Regions from separate parts of the Oryzias latipes genome. Here region 1 is linked to region 2. A link is a contact called in public Hi-C data. All regions are on one chromosome and are shown on one strand. The core of a region is the stretch at or near the end of the contact, and the rest is flanking DNA. Distances in the headings are between cores, read along the strand shown. Region 1 holds the start of nek1 (serine/threonine-protein kinase Nek1). Region 2 holds the start of pdgfra (platelet-derived growth factor receptor alpha).

Region 1 (3,921 bases), core at 581-3,080, 510 kb after region 2:
GTCCACGACCTCAAACAGTCATACTCCAAACTCTACTACGGAGACCAAAGAGCTGTCTAAGGACACCAGAAACCAAATTGTTGACTTGCACCAGGCTAGAAGACTGAATCTGCAATAGATAAGCAGCTTGGTGTAAAGAAATCACCTGTGGGAGCAATTATTAGATTTCACCCCAAGGTCCCATGACCCCATGGGGGACCTGGTGAAAGGCCTCCAGAGAACTGGGACCAAATACATACCTACATACCATCAGTGACACACGACACCGCCAGGGACTCAAACCCTGCAGGGCCAGACGTGTCCACCTACTAAAGCCAGTACATGTGCAGGCCCGTCTAAAGTCTGCTAGAGAGCATTTGGATGATCCAGAAGAGGATTGGGAGAATGTCCTATGGTCAGATGAAAACAAAATAGAACTTTTAGTAAGAACTCTACTGTTTGCAGGAGAAAGAAAGCTGAGTTGCATCCAAAGAAGACCATACCTACTGTAAAGCATGGTGGTGGAACCATCATGGTTTGGGGCTGTTTTTCAGCAAACGGACCAGGACAACTGATGTAAAGGAAAGAATGAATGGGGCCATGTATCCTCAGATTTTGAGTGAAAACCTCCTTCCATCAGCAAGGACACTGAAGATGAAACATGGTTGGATCTTTCAGCACGACAACGATCCTAAACACACGTTGCCCGGGTAACAAAGGAGTGGCTTCATGAGAAACATTTCAAGGTCCTAGAGTGGCCTAGCCAGTCTCCAGATCTCAACCTCATAGAAAATCTTTGGAGGGGGTTGAAAGCTCGTGTGGCCCAGTGACAGCCCCAAAACATCACTGCTCTAGAGGAGATCTGCATGGAGGAATGGGCCAAAATACCAGCAACAGTTTTTGAAAACCTTGTGAAGACTTACAGAAAACGTCTGACTGCTGTCATTGTCAACAAAGGGTAAATAAATAGTATTGAGTTGAACTTTTTTATTGACCAAATACTTATTTTCCTCCATAATTTACGAATGAATTCTTTAAAAATTGGAGAATTTTTTTTTGCTGTTTTTTTCTCATTGTGTTTCTCATAGTTGAGGTTTACCTATGATGAAAATTACAGGCCTCTGTAATGTTTTTAAGTGGGAGAACTTAAACAATTGGTGGCTGACTGAACACATTTTTGACCCACTGCATATAATGTAATAAAAATGTACAATTGACCTGTAAGCTGAGAAAATCAAGCCTTTGACAATTTATTAGCTATTATTAATGAATATGTAGCACTGAATTGGAAAGGTGAAGATTTACTTATCATCAAAATATGGGTGATTCCAATTCTGGAATCGCCCATTATCATGATTCAAAGTGCCAACAAAGATTATTTTTACCTTTGTATTTATAGGCTATAGGTTCAAAAGATTTAGCTCTTTTCTGATGTATTTGTTTAAAACTCTTTCTTTGCAAAGAAGAAGACAGAGGAAAGCACAACGGAATTATTTCTGTTTGCATGGACAACATTTTCTACTGAAGGTGTCCGTAAACATGTGTTCTGGTTGCTTTTTATCAATTATACATATAACTAAGATTAAATTTGATCTAATTAAAGGGATAAGTATACACTTAAGTGCACAAGAAGTAAATAACGTGGGTCTTTTCAGAAACGGTCTCATAACTGGCTCGTTCGGCGCTTTTCCGGTGTTCTTATTTTTGTCTATTTTGGGCTGCCATACCCAGTTGTTAAGACAAACGTCCACAGCAACAGATCCAGAGAGGAGGGAGGGAGGAAATCCAGAGAGGAGGCGGGAAATTGTCAAGGAAGATGATGAGAGTTAAAATGAACCAATCCCTGAACGGCTTCTTGAAGCTGACCAATCAGAATGCAGGAAGGGGATTGCTGTCAGGGCATATGTGGCTTTAGCACAAACCAGACGTTCGGCAAAATAGCAGCGGAAAAAGACTGATGGTAAGCTCATTTTCAGACGGTTTGTGACTTTGACTAAACTCTTGCTTGTTTAGATGTTTTAGTAAATGTTCTGAGTTGTTATGGGGCTTTTATTTAACGAACCCTTTTCATCTTCGTGGAGCCTCTGGTGAGGTTAGCCATGATCTGGCAGCTGCGTCTCTGTCTGTCCGCATCATCATCACCTGCTTCTCTGCACACTTAGGAAGAAATTCAGTATAATGAGCGAAATTTTGCTCTAAAATCGGAAGCTTTTAAGGCATAGAGTCGTTTCTGATGCCATTTCAGAGCCAGCATGTGGAGCAGGTCATTTCAGTGACATGGACAAGTACGAAAACGTGAAGCAGATCGGGGAGGGCTCCTTTGGGAAGGCCATCCTAGTCAACTCGAAAGAGGATGGACGCCAGTATGTCATTAAGGAGATTGGCATCTCTGGGGTAACCTCCTTTAAAAAGAAGAAGAAGAAGAAGAGTTGATTTCTATTAGCCTTAGCATGTGCTGTAGGCTGACTCTAATGACATCCATGTTGCTTTTGGCAGATGTCAACCAAAGAGAGGCGGGAGTCTCGGAAAGAGGTGTCTGTTCTCGCCAACATGAGTCACCCCAACATTGTCCAGTATAAGGAGTCATTTGAAGGTATGGACAGTTCAGAGATCACCTGATCATCTAAAGAGTCTAAGAGTTCTCGTGCCCTTTCTAGTGATGGAGGACATGTATAAAGAAAATGAAGCTTAAAATTGCATTTCTGAGTGTTTCTTTATTCAAGTCGTTGTGAATCAGGAGCAGATGCATGTGGAATAAGCTTGGGGCTGTGATGTAGCTGCTACAGGTGGCGAGCCACAAGCCCCCTGCTCCGCCCTATTCTGATGCTTGCTCAAAATTAGATCCGTTGAAGTCCCACCTGTGACAGACTGCCGACCTGTCCAGGGTGTCCCCTGCCTTCGCCCACAAGTGGCCGGGATAGGCTCCAGCAGCCCCGTGACCCCGAAAGGGATAAAACGGCAGAAGATGAATACATGAATAAATTCCCACTCCATTCATATTTTGATAAATTTTCAAAGTGTTCCCAGTGGTCTTTCAATTATGATTCTACAGTTTTGAGCCAAAGTCCAAAAATCTTTGTCGTCTTCCAGACAAAAGTTGTGCAGCGAGGTAAGAATTCATTCAAAATTCACCTCTGAGTTGTGGGCGGGACTGTTGGCGTGGAAGTAAGCCTCCGCTGATTTCCCAACAACCCTTTGTTTACACTCTCTCCTGCTACCTTACAGCCCCTCACGCCCCCAACCTAATGTTAGCGGTGCAACAAAAATGGCAGCGAAATCAGATCTGTCCATCTGTCCGGTTCTGATCCAGATTCCAGCTCAGACCAGGAAAACAGAGACGTTCATGGATCTGTTGGTCTGCAGGTGGATGATCAGAATGAAGCAGAGCAGGAAGCTGGTGGCCATTCAGTTTCTACATCACAATAAAAATAAAAGCTTTTTCAAATTTATTTTTTTATTTGCTCCTGATTCATAACGATTTGAAAAGACAAGCAATTCTAATTCTAAATTCTGTAATGTCCTCTATTGTGACAAAAATCTACAAGAACATGCTAAAAACACCAAAAACAGGATTTTCACTGGAGTGGCTCTTTAACGTTTTCCTTGTCTGAGCTGGAATCTGGGCTAAACTGTACGGCTGCATAGCTACGATATTGCTGCCAGTTTTGTTCCACCACTAATGTCATGTCAGGGGTGTGAGGGGCTGTAAGCCATCGGGAGAATGTGTAAACAGATGGATAATGGGAAATGGGGGCAGGTTTAATCCGCACCAGGGGTCCTGGTGAATTTCTAATGAACTCCTGCTGCTCTGCAGAAACTATGTTCTAGAAAACCGAATTTGGCTGAAAACTGCATATTTATAAATAAAAGACGTCTGGGAAAGCTGTGAAAACTTTAGATAACCGGCACAGTGTTGTTGTTTTGTGTTTTCCAGAGGGCGGT
Region 2 (3,412 bases), core at 407-2,906:
CAGTTTGATTAAGGTTTTGTTCCTTCAACAAAAGGGGGCGTGTATGTGTGTGTGTGTGGGGGGGGGGGGGGGGGTCAGAATGTCGATGCTCCCCACGTTATGCTTTACCGTAGTCAAAAAGTTTAAGGAGTCTTTCGAGGTGAGATCAACCAAGTCTAAAATAATCTAGTGATTTGAGGATGGTGCAGAGCACAAATGCTCCGGTAGAGGGCGACACAGTCCATCATTTGAGGATAGACCGCCTTCAGTGCGAATTGATGGAGAAAAACACAGAACTGTGGACACTGTGGTTCTGTCTGACTTTAAACCGCAGCTCTCTGTGTCTAATCCGTACTTTGAATCACTTCTGTGACTTTTTGTTTTGGGACATTGTTCTGGGAGTCTTTCATCAGTGTCCTCTAACTTCTTCTTGTAGTTGCTGCGGTTCTCCTCCGACTGAGGCTCGGCACAAAAAGCTCGAACAGTCCATTAAGAGTCTGGGTTTGTTGACTCTATAATTAGCGCACCCTCTGCACACAAAGTATATATGCGTGGGAATCAGTTGACGAAATGCACATTAGGTTTGCGCTTTTTGTCCTTAGCGGAGATCTCGTGAGCGTCAACAGACTGCAGAGGCGCTCCAGCTCCGCGCGTGCCCTGCGCGTCTGTCATGCTGAGCTCCCTGCTCTCCGAGCAAGCGGCAAATGCACAGAATCAGAATGAGGCAGCCTGTGCTGAGCTGGGGGCCATCTGTGCAGCAGCTGACAGAAGATGATCTGCTTCAGCTTCAGTGGGGGCTGCGAGAAAGGTGCATCGCTGAAGATGCAGAGATCTGTTTTCCTTAGCTGCTGAAGTCCTTGGTGTCGCAGTGGGGTTTGGGAGGTGGAGAATGTAGTAACCCCCCACTGATCCACCACCAAAAAAACCCCAGCTCCTCTTTTTCCGTTTTGTTGTAGTTTCATTTCTCTTTTGGATGTCCATCAAGTTTCACTCCAAAGATTTTCCGCTTGAATTCCCAACAAAATTCCACCAGAGGAGAAGATAGTGCGCTGCGTAAGCACTCCAATGTGTTCCCAATTAAACACAAGCAGCACCCCGCAGCAGAGCCTTCTGTCTTGGAGGTGAAACATCCAGCTGTGAGGCGAGAACTGAGCGCCTTTATCCAACAGCGTGAGCCACGTCTCCCGCTCAGCCAAATGGGGGACCGGAGAGAGGACTTCAGACAACCGGCGAAAACCTTTACGAATCATCGCTTAATGAAGTTATGACAACTTACAAGGTCTGGAGGCTCCACAGATTCACCAATAAAGTTTGATAAACTTTTTGTAGGTTTACAGAAAAAGGATACTGCGGTAATTAGATAAGATTGTAGCAAAACTAAAAAAAAACCACCAACAACAACGAAACAAACAAAAACCTACTACAATAGATTAAAATGATTTTTAAATAAGTTATGAAACTACTTCAATAGAGCTCTCAGTTACCTTTTACTAATCCCCTCTCTATTGCTTTAGTGCGATGATATCCAGAATGAATAGGCGAGTAAAAAGGCGCAAAAAAAGGCTCCTTTGCAGCGGCGTTAATCCTTGGAGATCATGCGCTGTCGAGCGTCTGTCTGCGCGACCCTCCGCCCGCATCAGCGACCGCCTTCACAACTGCGCTGCAGCCACGGCGACCTGTAACTGATTCAACGTTACAGTCCTCCCCCTCCAGCCCCTGCAGAAAAAGCAAAGCATCTTGCTTAAAGTAAATAACGCTCAGGAAATACACCCCCCCCCCTTCTGGTGAAGCGCTGAACCCAGTTTCAAAGTGAGAATAAGAGTCTTGATCATGAAATGTTTACTCAGATTTCACTGATTTCTTGATTTAAAAACTTTTAAAAGCCTTTATTTGGGTTAAGTCCAACGTGGCTGTTGTTTAAAAAATCTATGATCCTTTATTGCGCATGCAAAAGATGAGATTTGTTTCTCGAAACGCACGGGTACAGCAATTATAGCTTTTATTTTTCATGTAGAATCAGATTTTTTAAGTGAACGGATCCAGTGTGTGGAGCTGGAATCAGGCACTGCAGCCCAGAGGAGCAGGGGGCGCTCCAACACCATCATATTTACGCGCAGTCCTGGAGCGCGGCACACATCCACCACACATCTGACAACAGAAAAGAGACTTCAAACATCAGGGTCGTTCAAACATCGTTTTCATCACCAGAAAACAAAATTGGTTGCATGCCAGATAACCAAGTCTATGAGCAGAACCGCTTAAGTTGGTGCGAGTCTCCAAACTCTTGGGCGGGAACAATGGATCCCATTGACCAACTGGGTACAGGACAGAAATACCAGAAAAACCTAAAGGTAGAGGCAAGGGCCCGGGGCCCACTCCCCACCCCCTCCTCCGCTCCGCGTATGCAGCCTCTTGGTGGAATCACTTCCACATGTTAGAAGAACTGTGTCCTTGTTCTCCAAACAAAGAACTTCAGCCTCAGAAGAGCAAATTTACCTCAAACTGGGCTGAAGCTCCACCTTCTGATGGGTTTTCTGAGAAAAAACTAAATACAGCCATGCAGGTAAAACCTTTACAAATAATTGTGTTTTTACTGATAAAGGGGAATGTCAACTTTCACTGAAAACAAGAATTTACTTCTCTGTAACCCAGGATAATAAAATAATGACATCATATATTTTGTTTTATTGTTTCTGGACCGGAAGAGTTTCTTGTTTAATCCCATTTGTCCTTCCTGTGACTGACCACCAGGGGCTTTGAGGAGGAATGTCAAAAGGTATTTCTGACACAGTATATATGTATTTAAAAAAAACAATCATGTAACCTACTTCACATTTTTTTGTATGGGGTTTCAAAAACTAGCTCAACCATTGTGATGAGCCACGATAGTATCAAAAACCTTTTTAGTCCCAAATGATTTAATTCATAATGTATATTTAAATTTTAATCTATCTATCTATCTATCTATCTATCTATCTATCTATCTATCTATCTATCTATCTATCTATCTATCTATCTATCTATCTATCTATCTATCTATCTATCTATCTATCTATCTATCTATCTATCTATCTATCTATCTATCTATCTGTCTGTCTGTCTGTCTGTCTGTCTGTCTGTCTGTCTGTCTGTCTGTCTGTCTGTCTGTCTGTCTGTCTGTCTGTCTGTCTCTTTATCTACAATCTTAACTTGTTAACGTTGTTGCTATCTATTGGAATATTTTCTTATAAAATTATTAGGGCACTCTTTTATTAAATTGAAAAATATCTGTGGACATGCTCTATTTTTTTTGTCAAAGATCTTTCTAGCAAAGCTCGGGGGGGGGGGGGTGCTCTCAACAAGCTTTGATTGTCTTACATTTTTATGCAGAATACTATGCATGTTTCTACACCGATCTCTGCCTCTGAAGTCCGAGTCTTCAGGAAGGTGAAGT

Evidence for each region. Hi-C and Micro-C count contacts between places; a contact is called where the count stands out from the background.
Region 1: a contact with region 2 is called in a Hi-C map of embryo, with 3 times the contacts expected there. The contact joins the promoter of nek1 here to the promoter of pdgfra in region 2. A contact is called at or near these places in 3 of 5 Hi-C or Micro-C datasets (embryo and fibroblasts).

Annotation. Positions count from the first base shown.
Region 1 is chr4:1,038,239-1,042,159 of ASM223467v1, forward strand. nek1 (serine/threonine-protein kinase Nek1) reads left to right here and starts at 1,831. Exons shown (of 37, transcript XR_002873127.1): 1 at 1,831-1,939; 2 at 2,225-2,373; 3 at 2,476-2,572; 4 at 3,914-3,921.
Region 2 is chr4:530,155-533,566 of ASM223467v1, forward strand. It overlaps pdgfra (platelet-derived growth factor receptor alpha), which reads right to left and starts at 1,657. Exons shown (of 29, transcript XM_004084773.4): 1 at 1,464-1,657.